Linked DNA regions of Mus musculus: regions 1 and 3 are each linked to region 2. A link is a contact called in public HiCAR-type and HiChIP or PLAC-seq data. All regions are on one chromosome and are shown on one strand. Each heading gives the region's core, a stretch centred on a gene start, on an enhancer-like site or on the middle of the called end of the contact. The rest is flanking DNA. Distances are from core to core; before and after follow the strand shown. Region 1 overlaps Itpr2 (inositol 1,4,5-triphosphate receptor 2). Region 2 has its middle 7.5 kb from the start of Gm38926. Region 3 holds the start of Ints13 (integrator complex subunit 13).

Region 1 (2,700 bases), core at 161-2,660, 1.1 Mb after region 2:
GAAATGAGCCAAGTGGGAATCTGACACCGAAGGAAACAAAATTTAGATTTTTAAATGCTATTAGATTACCTTTCATTACTGTGACCAAAGGCGGTTCAAGTGAATAAATGATTCTAATAAATTTTTCAGAACTCCTTTCATTTTAATTATTTATATGAATAAAATAAGCTACGTTAGCATGTTCACCTTAGACTCAGAACATTTTTCGAGCATTTCCTTCACTCATGGTCTCTTCTACTGTGAAACTTGTATCAATATTACACTTTTCATTCCTTACTTGTTGGGGAAACTATTCAAAGAAACATCTGCTCAGCCTAACTTTTTACTCATTTGTTTATTTATTTTTTTATTTTGTATTTCTTTTTACCTCGGAACCAGGCAGTCGGCTCTCTGCAGAGTTGTGGCATCAAGTTCAAAAAGGGACGCGATGTCATTTCCGTGTGGGACTGAAACCAGGGTGTACATGATCTTCTCCCCTGCCTGGCGTTTTTTCTTTGGTGTTGGAATCTCCCCGTCTTTCTGTGGAAGAGGTCCAAGGTTATTCACATTTAGTGTTAACTGCTCCAGCTAATAGGGACATAAGGTGTGAGCTTGCTCACCGTTCCTTCACTGGGTTACAGGAGTGTCTATCCTGAATCACCCTTCAGAAGACCAGGGCTCACAGCCTTTGTAATGATTATGGGCAGTTGTACAGCCTATGTTCCCGGGAGGGGTAGTCTAATCTGAGCATGCCCTTGGGCACAGCAGTTATGGCTCCTTCTCTGGTGGCTGTATACCAATTTACAACATAAGGATTTGATCCTCCACATTTAAGTCACCAGAACTCTCTAAATGCCACGGACTCAAGAAGACATACAAATGACCAGTGACTATAGGAAAACATGCTCAGTTATGTGTGTGTGGGGGGGGGGAGGTAAATCAAAACCACAGCAAAGCAGACAGCCTCCCAGGCTAGGGACATGATGACCTAAGTCCAGAGATAAATGGCCAAAGGTCAGAGCAAGGGAACCCTTGTATCCTGTGGGTGGGATGTAAAGTATTGTGAAAACACATGGCCTGGGGATTCTTCCTGTGGGCATGATGATGTGAGAAAGATGCAGGGTCACGTTCAAGTGCACAAATGCAATCCCCACCTCACAAAGAGACCTGCACCCCAGGCTGGCTGAAGACTAGTCAAAAAGCCATTCATGGAAAAGCCAAAGGCAGACAGACAGACGGACGGATGGACAAACTACAGACAATAGGAAGGAAGGAAAGGAGGAAGGGAGGAAGAAAGTGAGTTAAAGGATGTAGATTCATTGGCCCACAAAAAGAACGTGCAGTTTCAGTCAACTGTGAATGGCAGAGCAGCAGCTTTCTCTGGAGGCTCCAGACTGTGAAACCACAGCACTGACTGCCAGTAACAGAGGCAGGAAGGTTGGGGGGGGGGGCAGGGGATGGAGGGGCACGTGACCCTCTTGTAAAGAACCAAAGGAAGAACTTGTGCAACATAAAACACTTCCCTCCCTTTCTCCTTCCTTCCTTCTTTTTAGACAGGGTCTCCCTAAGCAGCCCAGGCTGGCCTCAGACTCACAGCAGCCTTCCTGCTTCAGCCTGCCAAATCTGGAGTTAAGACCATGAGCAGCCGCTCCCAACTGGAGTTCCCTCTCAAAGACAGAGGCTGCCATAAGCTCTGATGTTAAAGACAGCACTGATTATGGTGAAGAAGGTGGCAGAAGGAGACTAAGTCAGAGTGGGGGGGGGGGGTCCCAATACTTGAGACGCAGAAGCAGGGGGATCTCTGTGAGTTCTAGGCCAACCTGGTAGCCTCTCCTCCAAAATGAATTCCAGAACAGAAGAGTTTTACAGAGAAACCCTGTCTCAAGGGAAAGGAGTGTGGGGCAGGGATAGGAAGTTTGTTTTCAGTTACATCCTTAGGGACATAAAAACTTTCAGAGAATCGAGCATACTCAAGCTGGGGCAACAAGCTGTTAGCAGAGCTTGTGGATTCTACAAGTCTATTGACACCAAGAGAATCACAGATACGTCGAGCACTGTTCCTTTAGAGGAGGTGACCAAGAATGTAAGAGCACAGAGCTGAAAAGCCAGCTCCTAAACGATCTTCCTGGACACTAGGCAGTGAGATCCAGCAATATCTCAGTCCACTTGCTGCTGTTGCAACCGAGCCCCACAGACCTGGTAATTTCTTAGGTCTCGATTCTGGAAGCAGGGGGCTAAGCACACGGAGGTGTCAGCTCTGAGGGCCTTGGTGCTACATTGTGACATGGAGACTACCACCCCATGAGCCAGAACCACCAAGCCCCAGCCTGGTTCTGCAACAAGCCACGCTAACACACTAGCCCAGGAATCCGGGAGTGAGGTCTCTCCATCACTGACTCCTCATGCCCACTTCTCCCAGAGAGCCCCACCCCACTGTGACATTGACGATCAAGTTTCCAACACAGGCAGGACATTCAAAGGACAGTAGGCCATAAGGGGCTTATGTAGACAGGAGATGCTATAATCAAAATACTACTGAGCTCAGGGAGACCAGCTTTTCTGAGTTACACAAAAGGAGAGCCAGATTGCAACAGTCTGGTGTAGAAAAGAAGTTGCAGTGTTCTTGGAAAAGTACTGTATCACTAAAAGGAATGCATTGTGTCACAGTTTGCTGACTGAGCTCTCCTCCACTTAGTATAACCCAGCTTTTGATGCCCATAC
Region 2 (2,700 bases), core at 25-2,524:
ACAACAACAAAAACCAAACAGACAGACAGTCAAACAAACAAAAAAACAAGAAGGGACCAGGCACACCCCAGACCCTTTGGTGGGTAACAACCCAATCTTGGCTTACTGAGAACTGTATTTGTGGAGGTAGCTGAGAAGCCTTTGTGTCCTGCATACTAGTGAGGGTCTCCCCATTCGCCATCTGTTCGTTAGGTTAGGGTGGTAATCATAGCACTTTAGGTTAGCTCCTTTCTACAAACCCATCTAACAGCCTGATTGTCCTTAAACGAATCTGAGGTCTGTGTCATTATACACTCAGGTGAACAGGCACCCAGGCATACTAAACTTGGTCAGTGTCTCCCTAGGGCAGCACCCAGTGCCTGAGCTCACCGTCAAGACCAAATTCTGCTATAAGATAGAGGTATAGGGGAGGAGGAGAGAGGAAGCCAGCCAGCTTTGCAGACACCGGGTCCTATTCAGGGCTCCTCCGTCCTCTGATGTCATGCGCTTCCTGCTTTCGCACTGCAGAGTCTGGCGATCAGTCGACTGAAACGGGATGATCACCGCCACTATCTTGCATCTTATTTTCCATGATCACACTGTCACCTAGCCAACTGCCCCGCCCCCTAATCCCACGACTCTTGGCTTTCCAGCTCGTATTGTCTTCCCCTCCCCCCCCCTCCAGGAAGACGGCTTCCAAGCAGCAAGTACCAGGAAACCCCACTACTGGTGGTGACTCCGACTGAGGCTTGGGGTGGGGTCGGAGTGAATCTTCTGCTCTTGCTTGAGAGTCCAAATCCCTAGCTTAAAAAATGATTTAAAGTATATAATATACATATATATGTGTAAATTCGTATGTATAGTCAAGCTGGGCGCGATGGTGCACGACTGCAACATCGGTCTGCAAACTCAGACTTGAGGCAGGAGTTTCGCTGAGAGTTCGTGGACAGACCAGCTTGTGTTATACAGTGGTCTACAGTTCAGCTTAGGTTAGAGTTAGATTCTGTCCAAAGAGCTAAAAAAAAGAGAAAGGAAGGAAGGAAGAAAAGGGAAAGGAAGAAACATTAATTGTTCAAGTGACAGAGCTCTCCCTCTGTCCAGGAGCCCAGGCAAGGACCATTAGGAGCGGGGCGAGACCATTGCACTCTGCACTCTCCGTCCGGGCCCAGCCCCCTCCCCCCCTCGACACCCGCCACCGCGCAGCTCCGCGCCGCCGCCCAGCGAGCGGGAGACTCCCCAGGGCTCTTTAAATACGAGCTATAAATACCACCGGGCTCTGAGAGCACGTCACCGCCCCGCCGGCTTCCGATTGGCCGCTCTGGGTATCTCATTTGCATAGGGGCTGACACAACCGTGCCGCGACCTGGACGGGAGCGCGCCTGCCCCTCCCCGGCAAGACAGTGGGCGGAGTCGCCGGACCTGCCGACCGCCAGGTCTGAAGTAGGGCGGGGTGGGTTGGCATGTGTCCGTCATCCCTGCCTCGCAGAGGCTGAGACAGGAGGATTGCCTTGAGTTCCAGGCTGGCCTGGGCTATGTAAAAATGTGGAGAGAAAACTATACATATATACATATATATGAATATATATACACACATACACATATGTATGTGTGTGTGTATACACACACACATATATATACATATACATACATACACATATATACACATGCATATATTTTTAATGAAATAAAATGGGGCAGGTGGTGGTCCAGTAGGACGTCCTTCGCCTTCAGGGAACATCAGCTCTGCCCGCCGATTGACACTGGATCTTTTTGCTTTCTACGAAAAGTTTTCAAGGAGACCCGGGAGCAGATGCTGCGGGTGGCTCCTAGCGGCTAAATTTAAACCACGTGAGAGCTGACCCGCCACGGTTCTGTGAGATGACTGGCCACTCCGATGCTCAAAACAGACTGCGTGCTGTGGTCGCTGTAAGACGCAGCGAGCTGGAGAAGAAAGCCAGCAGGGCTCGGAGATGCAGGACTTACGATGTCTCCCGGTTTAGAACCAAATTTAAACTGCATCCGGGTGCGGTGGAGCTGAGGCAGGAGGATTGAAAGCCACGTAGTGAGATCCTATTTGCAAACAAACACCCAAGCCGAATTTAAAAAGCAAAAAACAGTGTCTCCCTCCAGCCGGGGGTTAAAAAGCCAGGTCCTGAAAGCAGGCGCGGCACATCCAGGAGGGTCTGTCAGGTTGTGCGAAGTAGTCAGACAAAAAGCACAAGCCACAAACATCTTACTAAATTATATTAATCGACGTTCTCCCGTGACATCTGTGTAGTCCTAAATAACCCAGAGCTCATTCAGCGACTTCATGTAACAGTGAAGACAATGCCTCAAAGCGGACTGCTTCGTAGTTTGCAGTTTTTTTTTTTTTTTCCTAAGAGAGAGAGACAGAGACAGAGAGACAAGTAAGCGCTTTGGATTCTAGCAAAAGAGCTCCCTCTGCTGGCAAATGCTTCACCATCACAGATACCCATAGACAAAGATGGGGCAGGCTGGTATCAGGACTCTCAGGGCGAGCTGCCAGAGCTTCAGGATGCTGTTAGGTGAAATCACAGATGCCATTTTTTTGGTTACTCTCAAGTAAATGAAATCATACAATTGTGAATGTTGCTTTATGTTTTTAACCCACACATGCCAATAAAAGCCATTTTTAAAAACCTTATAACTAACCCTGATTAAATTAAAGCAAGAGACAGATGTGTTGTGCAAACATCATTA
Region 3 (2,700 bases), core at 165-2,664, 1.2 Mb after region 2:
GTTTTATGAGATTCAGAAAAAATCTTCATTTTGTTTTAACCTGTAAAAGGATAAACAAACTAGTCAAAACGATGACACATAACATTTATCATAAATGATTTCTCACTTAAGTGTGTTTTCAAGATTTGATACGGATCCTAAGTTCTGAGAATTTTGTGCAAAAAAGGCCAAAGTAATGGTGCCAGTTCAAAGAATATGCCACATCATACCATGCAGTCTATCTACCAAATGAAGTTAGTTCATACTTCTTTTTTTCTTTTACAAAGCACTTAAAATAGAAGAAAACATCTGTGCACATTGTATTTGATTCTTATGCCTACAAATCACAGATCTAATTCCTCAAATGTATTTATGGTGATCCTTGTTAGGGGCTAAGGGAAATCAACAGGAAAAGACTGACAGCAAAAGTACAACCCAAAATAGACACACATCTCCTACGGTAACTGCATATTGCGTCTTTCTATGGCTTCAAACTCATCCTCTCCCTCCACTTGCAATACACTACAGTAATTCACCACGTAGACCACAACAAGCAGATGCTATCCCATGCTGGCGAAGAGAAAACACTTCTAAAACTTTTTCTTATAAACACAGAACATGTGGTGCACTGCCCTGCTTCGCTCCTAAAATTTTACAGACCAAAAAAAAAAAAATTTTTTTTTTAAACCTACATTCTAAAGCACCTGGGAAACAGCAAGTGTTCAAGGTAACAAACCACCTTAGGGTCCCGCTATTACCTCCTGCTGCTCTGGAACGCACCGCCCCTCCCCGCCAAAGTCCCTGTCTGCAAACCTTCTGCACACACCTGACTGCAAGGGGGGTGGGGGGCGGCGAACGAGGTGAGTGGATGGGGAAGACCTCGGCATCGAGGTTCGCTTACTTTCGTGCCTGGTCCTGCAGTGAATGAACGGAGGCTGAGAGAGAAGGCGGACGAGGGTGGGTGGGGAGTCGGCGCACAGTCGGTCTGGTACAACCCGCAGAAGACTGACTGCCCGGCTCATCTCCCAACACTCCGGCTGCTTAAACGCAGGGGCGCGCGCATGCGCGTGCAAGCACAAGAGCGCACTCGGACTCGCGCGTGCGCACGGCGCTCTCGCACAGCCCCGCCATCTTCCCTTCTCCTTAGAAGCCACCAGAGGCCGAACCGGAAGAGGGCGGAGCAAGTGAGGGGAAAAAAAAAGCCTTTAACATTTGTTCCCAATCAACCGTAGGGAAGAACGGTCAGGACGACCCGAGAGATCCCCCCACAAAGTACTAAGCCACGGCCGGGACAAGCCAGCCTCGGCTCTGGACAGGCAGAGCCTACCCACCCAACCTCCCCTCTCCGCCTCCAGTCCGGGCCGGTAGCCCCTCGGAAAACACGCGAGAGTGTGCGAGCGGCAGAGCAAAACCTTGAGAGGGGGGCGAGGAGAGAAGCCCCGCCCCCTCCCCGTTCTCCAATCAACGGCCAGCCGTTTACCGGGGGTGGGGCCTTCGGGAACCAGCAGAGGGAAGTCTCGCGAGGCTTGTCGCTCAGCGGCTGCGGGTCGCGGAGGTTCTGGTCCGCCCGGGATGGGGCCGAGACGAGTGGGTTTCCCGTACGTCCCGCCGCTGTGTGAGCAGGACTGTGCGTCCGCTCGCTGAGCAGGCGCAGCGAGGGCGCGGAGACCACTCCGTGGGCACTCCACCTCGCGGGTGGTCGTCGCCCCAGGGGGACTGAAGCGCAGTGGAATAACTACACGCGTGGGCGAGCCTCTGAGCCGGGCTTCCTCTCTCCGTGCTCTCCCTGAGGTCCTGCCGGGAACTGAGGTACGGAAAGTTCCCTGAAAACCCTGGGCCTGCACGCCGCGGGACACCCCTTCCGGGTTCCCCTTCCTGCCACTCGGGAGCTCCGTGGGCGGTGGCCTGAGGGACTTGTCACTGTTGAGTTTACCTCAGCACACTTGACCGCGTTTGCGCCTGGGACTTAGCCACGGTCCTGAGGGAGCTGCTGGGATCGTTTGAGTCCCTCAGCGGCCTTCCAAATTCGGTTTCAAGTTGAAAAACTGGTTTTCTCCAGACAAATGTTTCAGAAGCTCCAAGTGTGTGCATTCCACCATTTTCAAGAACAGTGCAGTTCTCTGCTTTCAGAGTGATGTGTGTGGACAGGATGCTTATTGGTGTGTGTGGTCTGCACGCATTCTTTCTTTATCCCATTCTAAGGTTTTCTTTGAAAGACACATGCTTTTTATATTGCTACCAGCATCTGTGTCTGCTCCTCAAGAGTGAGGACTCTCTTTTCTTCCCGTCCTCCTTTCCAGAACACGGACCTCAGAACTGCCTACGTTCTGTATTCCACTCACACTGCACCAGGTTTTTTTGCTTCTTTCACTGTGACTGTTACAGTTGCCCTTCCTCCACCCCAAACCGGTGTCCCCGCCTCAGCCTTCCATACTTACTGTGACATGTATTCGCCTGAAACTTTTTCAAGTTCTAATTTAAGCATATCGATTCATCAGGGTTTTTTACCATCCTATCTCATCATATTTTACCTTTTCAGTGTCATCTTATTGCCACCCCTAATTCCTTTCCAAACACTGTGCCATGTGAGTCCATATAGTCTGCTAGAATGCTTGCTTTTCCTTCTGTCTTATCATCTATCAAAACCCAATTCATAGATGATTCTTTTTAGACTCCCTCCGGTGACATTGACAGTACAATGAACTCGGATAGCTCTTGACA

Evidence for each region. HiCAR-type assays count read pairs that join an accessible place to other places. HiChIP or PLAC-seq counts read pairs in DNA pulled down with a chosen protein or histone mark.
Region 1: an H3K27ac HiChIP or PLAC-seq map of stem cell-derived neural progenitor cells shows a contact between it and region 2, with 10 times the contacts expected there. The contact joins two enhancer-like sites. A contact is called at or near these places in 4 of 115 datasets of contacts at active chromatin or transcription factors (embryonic forebrain, forebrain, large pre-B cells and 1 more).
Region 3: a HiCAR-type map of astrocytes shows a contact between it and region 2, with 5 times the contacts expected there. The contact joins the promoter of Ints13 here to the enhancer-like site in region 2. A contact is called at or near these places in 1 of 39 promoter capture datasets (neural stem cells), 4 of 484 Hi-C or Micro-C datasets (B cells, embryonic stem cells, nephron progenitors and 1 more), 1 of 115 datasets of contacts at active chromatin or transcription factors (astrocytes) and 2 of 9 other capture datasets (adipose tissue and liver).

The regions. Positions count from the first base shown.
Region 1 is chr6:146,396,546-146,399,245 of GRCm38.p6, forward strand. It overlaps Itpr2 (inositol 1,4,5-triphosphate receptor 2), which reads right to left. Exons shown (of 57, transcript NM_019923.4): 11 at 368-519. Among named protein-coding and RNA genes, the nearest start is that of Itpr2, 100 kb to the right of the region's middle. Within about 2 kb of position 1,411, at least 35 of the 459 cell types and tissues checked have an H3K27ac peak or open chromatin away from gene starts, as enhancers often do.
Region 2 is chr6:145,339,582-145,342,281 of GRCm38.p6, forward strand. No RefSeq gene overlaps it. Among named protein-coding and RNA genes, the nearest start is that of Gm38926, 7.5 kb to the right of the region's middle. Within about 2 kb of position 1,275, at least 422 of the 459 cell types and tissues checked have an H3K27ac peak or open chromatin away from gene starts, as enhancers often do. A contact at or near this core is called in B cells, adipose tissue, astrocytes and 4 more, where this site is marked.
Region 3 is chr6:146,576,421-146,579,120 of GRCm38.p6, forward strand. It overlaps Ints13 (integrator complex subunit 13), which reads right to left and starts at 1,415. Exons shown (of 18, transcript NM_138757.2): 1 at 881-1,415; 2 at 1-40. The coding sequence starts at 29. It overlaps Fgfr1op2 (FGFR1 oncogene partner 2), which reads left to right and starts at 1,491. Exons shown (of 7, transcript NM_026218.2): 1 at 1,491-1,788.